Linked DNA regions of Rattus norvegicus: regions 2 and 3 are each linked to region 1. The links are chromatin contacts, called in public Hi-C maps. All regions are on one chromosome and are shown on one strand. The core of a region is the stretch at or near the end of the contact, and the rest is flanking DNA. Distances in the headings are between cores, read along the strand shown.

What was found. A called contact is a pair of places that touch in the nucleus more often than the background predicts.
Region 2: a Hi-C map of Schwann cells shows a contact between it and region 1, with 2.6 times the contacts expected there. The contact joins the promoter of Rab38 here to the promoter of Ctsc in region 1. A contact is called at or near these places in 2 of 12 Hi-C or Micro-C datasets (Schwann cells and mammary epithelial cells).
Region 3: a Hi-C map of liver shows a contact between it and region 1, with 2.3 times the contacts expected there. The contact joins the enhancer-like site here to the promoter of Ctsc in region 1. A contact is called at or near these places in 2 of 12 Hi-C or Micro-C datasets (liver and mammary epithelial cells).

What each region holds. Positions count from the first base shown.
Region 1 is chr1:151,439,397-151,442,969 of GRCr8, forward strand. It overlaps Ctsc (cathepsin C), which reads left to right and starts at 1,653. Exons shown (of 7, transcript NM_017097.2): 1 at 1,653-1,873. The coding sequence starts at 1,702. It overlaps LOC102554680 (a long non-coding RNA gene), which reads right to left and starts at 1,223. Exons shown (of 3, transcript XR_005499289.2): 1 at 1-1,223.
Region 2 is chr1:151,593,212-151,596,784 of GRCr8, forward strand. Rab38 (RAB38, member RAS oncogene family) reads left to right here and starts at 1,942. Exons shown (of 3, transcript NM_145774.3): 1 at 1,942-2,189. The coding sequence starts at 1,988.
Region 3 is chr1:151,291,045-151,294,617 of GRCr8, forward strand. Grm5 (glutamate metabotropic receptor 5) reads left to right here. Exons shown (of 9, transcript NM_017012.2): 9 at 1,491-2,515. The coding sequence ends at 2,379. Among named protein-coding and RNA genes, the nearest start is that of Ctsc, 150 kb to the right of the region's middle. Within about 2 kb of position 1,922, at least 2 of the 93 cell types and tissues checked have an H3K27ac peak or open chromatin away from gene starts, as enhancers often do. A contact at or near this core is called in liver, where this site is marked.

The DNA.
Region 1 (3,573 bases), core at 403-2,902:
TTTAACAAGTGATTTGACTCTCTAAATCTTCATTTCCTAATATCAGGATGTATTCATTAATCCAAAGTGACCCACAATTTTTATTTATCATTGATTTTAGAAAGGCTGCTTAAATTTTTTCTAATAAGTAAGTATTCTACTTTGATTATGTCCATCAAAGAAATTCTCAGATCCCACATTTACATCTACAATATAGATCATTTAGTAAAATGTTTAATGTTTCAAGAATGACAGACTGTAGAAATTTAGGAAAGTGATGGTAGTCTGTAATGGGACTTTTAAAAATGCTAGCTTAATTATACAATGTCAGTTCTTAATCCTATAAAGGCTTATAAGATCTAAAAGGTGTCAGCGCCTCCATATTTAGCTCTTGTAGCCTAATTTCATATGAAAGAACACTCTAGCCCCTTAGTTATCAAGAAGGACCCCTATCAAAGTGTGCCTTCTGGCTTAGAAGTCTGAGTGCTTTTAAATCAGAATTTAGAGACAGAAGTGGTTTGCTCTTCAAACACATTGCTTCCTCAGACTGCTTGTACTCAGTAGAAAGAAAAAAAAAGGCCTGCGTGTAAATACCTGTGATCTGTAGGATGAGGTTTAAAAAAGTGCATAAACATAGTAAGGCAAAGAGGCTCATCAAGTCTGCCTGGTTCATCTCTGTATTCTCAAATTAGCTCAGCAAGAACATGATCCCAGCCAACAACAGCCAGGCAACTCAGAACAGCTCTCCCCAGAGGAGGAGGCTTCCCTAATGACTGCTACTTAACAAATGCGGGCAAGACCCCACAGAGGAGGAAAGGTGCAACCATGCTCACAGGAACTCACCCTGGGGAAAGCCTGACACCGAGCTCAGAAGACCATCTTTCTGAGCAAGTTACTTCCTCTTTCTCTACCTCTTGCTTTCATTCCGAAAACAGAAGGCTTGAACAATGTCATCATCCCCTGTCACCCCCCTCACCCCCATTCAACTAAATCCTATAAAGTTCCAGAGAGGGGGAAAAAAAACGGATTCACCAAACCTGTAAATATGCACTACAATTGAAATCTTCTGGTAAGTAGACAGACAGGAGGCGAAACAAAACCCTGAAGATAGGAAGGTAGAGTTGTGAAATAGAACAGAAATTCTCAAACGAGTGGCTCAGGTTAGCTAGTAAACTTTTCCCACAGGAGTCAGAAATGCAGGAAAGCGGCCAAAACCAAGGGAAAGAGAATTAGCCTCCGTAGACTTAAGCCTCTTGTCAACCTTGTCCTGGCACAGGGTAGATTCTATTTTAATCACACTGACATTACAAAACACAGCAACAGAGTCCTCAGCTTCAGGGTCCCGTGAAAGAAAGGCAGAGGTCCCCAAAGGCCACTATCCTCCTTCCTCATGCTGGTGCTTGTCCCCACCCTACAGGATCACTAACTTCCTCAGGCCACAGGTAATTCTATCTCACTCAGCTCTTTCCACCTAGTGCTGCCTCACCTAGTCACACCCTGGCCCTCCCCACATCTCAGTCACTCCAAGCCCCTGTCCTCCCAGCCTGGCCGCTCCTCCCCCACCTCGTTCTGTTCTCAGCGTCCTGTAACCCCGCCCCAGGACCCAGGGTTTCCGGGCTCTTGGGTATTTTAGGGCGCGAGCCACAGGGGTCGCCTGACTCCCATCGCGTAGTGTTCTAGTTGTTGTTTTCTCTGCCATCTGCTCTCCGGGCGCCGTCAACCATGGGTCCGTGGACCCACTCCTTGCGCGCCGCCCTGCTGCTGGTGCTTTTGGGAGTCTGCACCGTGAGCTCCGACACTCCTGCCAACTGCACTTACCCTGACCTGCTGGGTACCTGGGTTTTCCAGGTGGGCCCTAGACATCCCCGAAGTCACATTAACTGCTCGGTAATGGGTAAGCCGCTTTCTGTGATCCCGACCCGTCCTTTTCGGTCCCTGGGTGCTTGCCGCGGGTCCGGCACTTATGGGTGACTGGAGAGTTAAGAGCTGACGAACGGTCCCTTGGGGGATCCGAGCCATGGCCGCTAAGTTGAAACTTGAGCTGCTGAGAACTTCTAACTTTACACTTACTTTCCTGATTATCTCACAACTTATATATTCAAGGAAACTTGCTCCTGGTGTTTCTACTTGTTTTATTTGCTTTGATTTCTTACAAGCAAATAGAGATCTGCTTTCTTGATCCTTCACTCAAGTCTGACAGGTTCTTGTTTTTAAAAATCGTGCTGAGCTCATACTCTGGGACCTAGCAAGCTGCCCCTCCCCCAACCCCACCGCCTGCAAAGGACTGTTTTACCTGCTCCTGCCCTTGACGTTTTGGACTGCTCTGTTTAAGGACTTCAAGAGATAGACAAAAGCTTTGTCCTGTTTCTTTTGTCACACTTTACCCAGTAGTGTTTGGAAATGAACCAAACTTAGTGCCACGCTCATGGAAGGCTCTCAGGGAATATGTAGTGAGTGAACACTGGGACATTCCACGTGCCTCAGACCTAGGAAATCACTAGTACGCGTGTCACAAGAGTGACACTTCTGGTCTCCCCTCTCAGTCTGAGTAGCAAAGACAGTTCTAAACTGTAGTTTTCTTGTGAATAGAATAAAGGCTGTCACATATCCCACCTCCTCTCCCCCCAAAGAAGATTCATTTAATTAATTCCAGGTGACTGGGTTTAGCTTAATCCTGGGCAGTGTCTACAACAGTTTGTTTCTTTTCTAAATTTGAGCTTGGAGACGAGGCAGAAGGGAGAGACAGGGTTGGCATTGCCTTATCACATGAAGTTTTTGATAAGTTATTTCTCCACCTGCAAAATAAGCCAATTCAAGCCAGATCACAGATCTATCTTATCTATCTATCTATCTATCTATCTATCTATCTATCTATCTATCTATCTATCTATCTATCTATCTCTATCTCAGGTTTATTGGGAAGCTGCGTTTGTTAGGGGATGCAAGTTCACTGGCCAGGGAAGCAGCCTTGTGACAGGAGACAGAGGAGAGGGGGAAGAGATAGAAAGTTCTCACAGAGGGTCAGAAGAGAGGAGGGACAAGAGAACAAAATGTCTGGATTATATAGGGAAGAGCCTCTGGGGGAAGGGCAGCCCTGCTCCAAGGCTGCAAAGTTCAGGATAGAGGGCTTCGTGCACCAGGTAGGGACCAAGGGATGCTGGAAGAACCTGAAGGTCAGGCCTACTTTGATAAGTAAAATACTCACATAAGCCACTTGTCGGGGATGAAATCCAACTGTCTCCATCTAATGTGTTAATCTGAAAGAAAGAAAGAGAAAGTAAGAGAGACTAATGTGTGAAACATACATGGATATAGCTGAATAGGAGCCTCTGCCTATAAACCTACTCTTGACTCTAACTCAATTAAAGACACACAGAGATCTGACCCCTGATATGAAAATTAAACATTGATCCCTATCAACTCAAATCATTTTTATATATTAGAAGACTCATGTTGGCTGAATCCTTTGGAAGGATGTATACTGAGGTGTTAGTCTCTACAATCTTTGAGGAGAGAGGTACCTCATTTCTTTGAACAGATTACTTTCTGTCTTAATGGGCTCAACACATTCTTATGATTTGAAAACCAGTCATT
Region 2 (3,573 bases), core at 692-3,191, 150 kb after region 1:
TGTGATTTGGCAATAGGATCACAGTGAGAGCATGAAAACAGTGCCAGAGATGTGTGGAGAGACACTGGGAAAAACTGGTTTCCCTGATGCAAATATGGATGGATGTTGGCAAGGTTCCATTACAAGTTCAGAGACCTAGTTAGGTCTCACTGGACTGCTACTCTGCTTTCTGGGTCACTTAAGTCTAAAGGGCTAAAAAAAAAAGAAGCTCACAGCAATTTCTTCCCATTTTGAGGAATTATCATAAGACTACGATGAATACCTATGGAAACAAATTGTACATAATTCCTGCCTAGTCAGAGTGTCTGCTAACTCTGGGCAGGTCCTGTCCCTGAGAGGGTCATCTACTGCTTCAGAGAGGCCACAGAACAGACATGTTAGGACTCCTTCCATGGCCCTAGACATACATTTTAAGTTTTAATTTGGGTGTTCTTTTGCTTAAAGAGTCTCCACCCCCCCATTTTTATAAACATTAACCCTAGAAACCCTGAGTCTTATCTTGCCTACCGTAAACCATATTTGGATGTCTGATGTTCCAATAACAGGAAAGACCAAATTAAAGTCAAGATGACACAGCTAGTTTCTGGCCTGGGAAACAGGCTAGGGCCTGCAAAAATGTTGGGACACCTATAATAGTGAGGGCTGAGCCACTCTGGGTCTCAATTTTCTCCTTATCTGCTAGTTTCTTCCATCAGATCTTCAGGCACAAAGATTTTTTTCTTTTTCCTACCTACAGGGGTGTGGTTTGGGATCTGGCAAGGGTCTGATTTTGTTGATGCTTCATAAAGAAATATAAAGACGAAATAAGACTGCATGGAATGAGTGTTTTTCTGAGCACACCGGGTAAAAATAACCCATTTTGAAGTAGAATACTGATCCCAAATATCTGCTCCCTCCTTCCCTCACAGCCTTAAGTTCCCCCGGAAATTCCCACCTGCCAAGGGAGACTTTCTCTGGTTTCCCTAAGTAAACAGTCAACCACATACAGACTTTCCATACTACCTTTCTTATATGTGTGCATTTATTCCGCTGGAGATCTCTGATTATTTTTATATCCCCACAAGCACACAGGTATCTGCATAGGTCAGCTACCTATGAACGAATGATTAAGTGAATGAATAAGAAAGCAGGTGTTGAATCCAGCAGGACCTGGATTTTAAGCAGGCACTTTCTTTACATTTCTAAGGTATATCCGGTTCTTGGGACTCCTTATTGTAAAAGAGGAAGAATAATGATACTTAGTTTTAAGACTTCCAGGATGACAAAGTGGTGCATTATGGGAAAATTTATAAATATCTGCTGTTACTTATAGTAAAACCACGTGTGTATCGCTCAGTCTAGATTGGAGGGTTTAGGATAAGGGTGGAGGCAGCAAGCTCTTTGCTTTTCACCTCTGGTGGCCTCTACTTAAAGTCATTAACAGTTGAATAGGTGAAAAGGTGCTAAGAGATCAGCAGTACTGTTTTATATAGCCCAAGCAAAAGGAGCTCAAAGGGTTTGTCTAATGTCATTCAACAATAGGGGCCATAGCACCTGCTGCTTTGGCCTCCCCAACCTCACAACACTGTGGGTGGCAACAGGGCCCCTTAGCCTCAGAAGACCTGTATACTTTTCAACTCTCAGTTCTCTCCCAGGCAGAACGTGGAAAACAAAACCCACACCTTACAAGTTTGTGTCATGGACGGAAGGCGAGAGAAAAATCTTTGCGAAAGTGTAAAGCACCGTGCAAATAAGAACTGGAACAGGCACGGAGGTCCCGGGTCCTTTGGTTTCCAGTCCCAGGAGTTGCTCCTGTCTCCTCCCACTTTGGAGACCGCGGAGTAGGAAGGATTAAACCCGGGGGAGGAGTTCCGCCCCAGCTCCCTAGCCTGTGCCAGCACGCCTAGCCTTAGCGCCCACATAGAGCTCCAGTCTCCGTCCTGTGCCGTGCCCCGGCTGTGCTTCCCAGGGCAAGCTCCAGGCTCCGCAAGACCCGCGGGCCTCCAGGATGCAGACACCGCACAAGGAGCACCTGTATAAGCTGCTGGTAATCGGCGACCTAGGTGTAGGCAAGACCAGCATCATCAAGCGCTACGTGCACCAAAACTTCTCCTCCCACTACCGGGCCACCATTGGTGTGGACTTCGCGCTGAAGGTGCTCCACTGGGACCCAGAGACGGTGGTGCGCCTGCAGCTCTGGGACATCGCAGGTGAGCACTCAGAGCAGCGCGCAAGGGGGTGAGGGTGGAATGGGACAGTGAGAGGTTGGGGGGTGGTGAAGGTTCCGGGAATGGAGAGTGACTTGAAAGCAGAGTCCTGGGACCCTAGAGTGCAATCAAACAGGACATCCAGATCTTCAGAGCGCTTCACTCTAGGAAACTTTGGCTTATTGACTTGGAAACCTGATTTCAAAGAAATGAAAGTGTTTTCTTGTTTCTTTGTTGTTGTTTCTGTTGGAGTGGGCCCAACTCTAGCTGCAATGGCTTGAGCTGGTTACTTCACTTTCCCCTGGAATTCTTGGGTGCAGAGCAGACTGTGGCCCGGATTCACAAGGAGACTGTAGACGCATTCTGTTTTCATTCTAGTCTTTTTCTGGCCTTAGGGAGCCCTGACTTGGCCCAGAATGTCTCACGTGGCTTTCATCCTTCGAGTTTAGAGGGGAAGCCCCTAGGAAACTTAAGAAGGAGCAGGGTTGTCTCCTGCTCTTTCCTGTTTGCCCTTTCTCGGTTTTTAGGAATTTAGTTTCTTCCAAATCTCACTACTATCACCTCACTCCTTCTTGACTTCTTTAGTCAGGTTGAGATGCTGAATTTGTATAAATCTAGAATGAACTATCCCTTCCCACACCGCTCCCCTCTTCCCTATCTCTCTTCCATCTCCCTCTATCCTCTTCACACACTGTCTCAAAAAGGAGACCGTGTTTGTGTTTTAGGACAACTTTTTTTTTTAAACTGAGACAGAATCCTGTCATTCAACTCTGCTAATCTAGATAAAGTTGACCTTGAACTCACAAAGATCCACTTGCCTCTGCCTCCCCAGAGGCAAGGGTAGGGGGTTTTGATGATGTTAATGTCATCTGCTTTAAGATTTCTTGATTTGATCTTGGTGTAGTTTTTGAGAAAACTAAAATGAGATCAGAATTTGACCAACAGTTTATACCAGCTCCTAGGCACAATGAAAACTGAGGCAGGCTGCAGTTTGTTCTCAAGACTGGGTCCTACTTGGCTGCTTGTAACCTGGGTATGCCTAGCTTCTTATTCCAGATGCTAACTCACCAGACCAGTAGCATTTTGAGTTGCAAATGGCTAGGCAGTGATAGCTCAAGAATCTTCTCACTTTGGAGTTTTAAACTCCAATGAATTCCCCATGATCCATTTTAAATGGCCCTACTTAATCTCTATTCATGGTTTGCAGCACCAAGAACCCCTTGATAAGTGCTGGATTTAAGTAAGGAGTTCTTTTTCAGAAGATATGTTCATTGCAGCTAGTGCATTTGGGTGGAAACATTTTGCCCTGACTTGAAATGAACACCGAGAAGGAAAACTCCTAAACGGACATGTATGGTCTTTGGATACATGTGCTTCTGCAGCCATG
Region 3 (3,573 bases), core at 672-3,171, 150 kb before region 1:
AGGAAGAAAGAAAGAAAGTGAAAACAAGAAAAACAAAACAAAAAAACAAATAAAAAGAACAACTTCTCACCAGAAGTTCTGAGATTCTGAAACACATGCTGCAGAGTTACTTTAATGAGAAAGGACCAGAATGAAATTCTTAGTTAAAAAAAAAAAATGCTTTGATACTTCAGCCCCAGTTCAGAGTATTGGAATCTTCTGAGGACACATGTGATATTTGGGATATATTCCTTGAATGAGTCTTATAAACAATTAACTTTAGTTATGCAAACTAAGGTTAATAACCACTGCTTGAGGGGCTGGGGATTTAGCTCAGTGGTAGAGCGCTTACCTAGGAAGCGCAAGGCCCTGGGTTCGGTCCCCAGCTCCGGAAAAAAAAAATAAATAACCACTGCTTGAGAGAGGTTTTCATTCTTTAATGTCTTGTTTATACTGGGTAGAATGATACTGGCTAGGCCAAAGGTAGCAGGCACCCTCTCATCTTCAATTAATCTTCATGGGGATTCACAAAAAGATCCCTCCATGAGCTATCCCTGCAAGACAGGTATTATCCTCTGACCACCGTAATGTTTCTGACTGGAGCATCTATGTTCTGGTGGTTACCAGCCATTCTGGCATAAAGAAGAAGGCAGATTCTGAAGTTGAGGCATAATATATATCCTCACCAGAGTAGCCTTCAGAGCACACCGGCTGCCTGGGAGAAGAAAGCTTGAAGGCCTTCAGAATGTCTGTCAGTAAGGCAACACTTATCAAGGCCCTAATTCTAGATTGCTGTTCGAGGTGTTCAAGGCAATACATGACAGTTTTTCTGGTGGAATTATTACTCAAGTCGCAGACCTAAAATCAAAGTTATAAGAACTCCTGTGGTGTAGAAATTTTTAATAATTAGAAATGTGTGTGTGTGTGTGTGTGTGTGTGTGTGTGTGTTCATGAAATTCGTATTTTCCAGCAGATAAGGCAGACTAAATAAAACCAGGTTCAAAATCAGGAGTTCACCCAGCAATCCCTAAGTATATGTGCCCATCTGCAGAATAAAAGCTGATCTGGAGCTACTGACTGCTACCTGGTAATCTTGAATCTTTCACCTCTCCCTCCCTCTCCCATAACTGCTGGTGAGTTGAGGTCTTGGTTTAATTAACATTTCCATCTGGATGCTGCTAGACCTAAGAAACCTGCGGCTCTGTGCCAAGCTTTTCTATACACAACGCGATGGGACCAACCTCCAAATTTGCGTTGGCAGAACCAAGCATAGCTGTGCTCATGGTGAGGTCTAAATGACTGCAGAATACTGACAAATGGTCCTTCGTCCTAATACTTGATCCCCTTGCTGTAATAGCACAAATGACCACCTGTCCTGGTGGCTCATTCCTTCTAGGATGACAGAATGACCTTCCTGATCAAGTTCCCATCACCTCCCACCATTGGGGAAGCTACATGGAAGGCTACTGAAGCACATGCTGAGTCACCTCTCTGCTCTTTTCTCTCCACAGCTCCAACGGAAAATCTGTGACTTGGGCCCAGAATGAGAAGAGTACCCGGGGGCAACATTTGTGGCAGCGACTGTCTGTCCACATCAACAAGAAGGAGAACCCCAACCAAACGGCGGTCATCAAACCCTTTCCCAAGAGCACAGAGAACCGGGGGCCTGGTGCAGCGGCAGGTGGTGGCTCGGGTCCCGGTGTAGCTGGTGCTGGTAACGCAGGATGCACAGCAACAGGTGGCCCGGAGCCACCGGACGCCGGTCCCAAAGCGCTTTATGATGTGGCGGAGGCAGAGGAGAGCTTCCCCGCGGCTGCCAGGCCGCGCTCGCCATCGCCCATCAGCACGTTGAGCCACCTCGCAGGCTCGGCGGGCCGCACAGATGATGATGCGCCGTCGCTGCACTCTGAGACAGCTGCTCGCAGCAGCTCGTCCCAGGGCTCGCTCATGGAGCAGATCAGCAGCGTAGTGACGCGCTTCACAGCCAACATCTCCGAGCTCAACTCCATGATGTTGTCCACCGCGGCCACGCCGGGGCCCCCTGGTACTCCAATCTGCTCCTCCTACCTGATCCCCAAAGAGATTCAGCTGCCCACGACCATGACGACCTTCGCAGAGATCCAGCCGCTGCCGGCCATCGAGGTGACCGGAGGAGCTCAGGGGGCGACAGGGGTATCACCTGCCCAGGAGACGCCCACAGGAGCTGAATCCGCCCCGGGCAAACCAGATCTGGAGGAGCTTGTGGCCCTCACTCCACCATCGCCCTTCAGGGACTCGGTGGACTCGGGGAGCACCACCCCAAACTCTCCAGTCTCAGAATCGGCCCTCTGCATCCCATCCTCTCCCAAATATGACACTCTCATCATCAGAGATTACACGCAGAGTTCTTCATCGTTGTGAGCCACTGGAAACTTCCCTGAGATAGGCCTGAGCAGCAGACCTCGGTGTTCACAGATGGGCGCAGCGACACCCATAGTCACCCCAACAGAGAACCCGAGGTGAAAAATGCCAAGGACACACACGGTGGAGACATGAGATCAACAGTGCTATTTCATGACGGCCGATGACGACACCAACTACACATCTTCTGGCAGATTATCTTCTAGTGGCCTTAGAAAACATGGGCTTTTAAGAAACACTGCTTCTATATTTGGAGTGCTGACCAGGAGTGGGTTAAACAGTTTCAGTACCAAGTGCTTTGCTCTGAGGCAGCAACAGTATGAAGCAACATCCTGAACAGTGAAAAGTAGAGTTAATAAGCAACTGTGCATAGTCTCGTTTGTTTACTTCATTTTCCCAGAAGAGTCTTTGAGTCACCAAACATTGAATGTACATTTTCTAACTAACTCGAAAAATCTGGGACCAAAAGTCAACCTGTTTTTTCTCCTTTTTTTTTCCTTCCTTCCCTGGTCCCTCCATGTAGTAGACCTTGAGAAGCTAATAGTCACTAGTGCCCAGTACTTTCTCAGCTTGTGAGTCTACTGAGTAACACAAACGGGTAGTGAGTGTTGTGTTAATGTACAGAGAATTTCTAGCAGAGACTTTCCAAACAGGCTGGGAGATACACTTCTGAAAGCCTGCATCCTGGATACCATTAACCAAGAAAACCAGTGCAAGATTTCTGGACTATTTCACCATGTTGCCAATCAATACTGGAGTAGCAAAAAAAAAATATTTTCTGGAACACTGTTTTTTAATTCCCTCACTGGGGTGCATTGTGTAGCTGGAAATTCTCTTTGTAATAATAATTTGTGAGCTATAGCCTGGCTCTCTTTCACGATACACAGGCACTCCTCCTTATAAATACCCTTCCGTTAGTGTTGCCAGTTAAAATAGTAAGATACTCAATGAGCTTCCTTGTTTCTTTATTTGAGAACCTGATACACAAAGAGATCCTCTGTTGTTGGTGGCTGTTTTGCCCCCCAGTCCCACCTCTGGAAGAGTAGTCCATAAACCTGATGAAGATGTTACAATTGGAGGGGCTGATGTGGAAAATAATAAGAGTAACAGAATCTCAATACAGGAAAGTCAAGCATAGCAAGTGTTTTGCTATGCCCATAAGTAGCGATTTTATCTTTTCTTGGCTGCTTACAT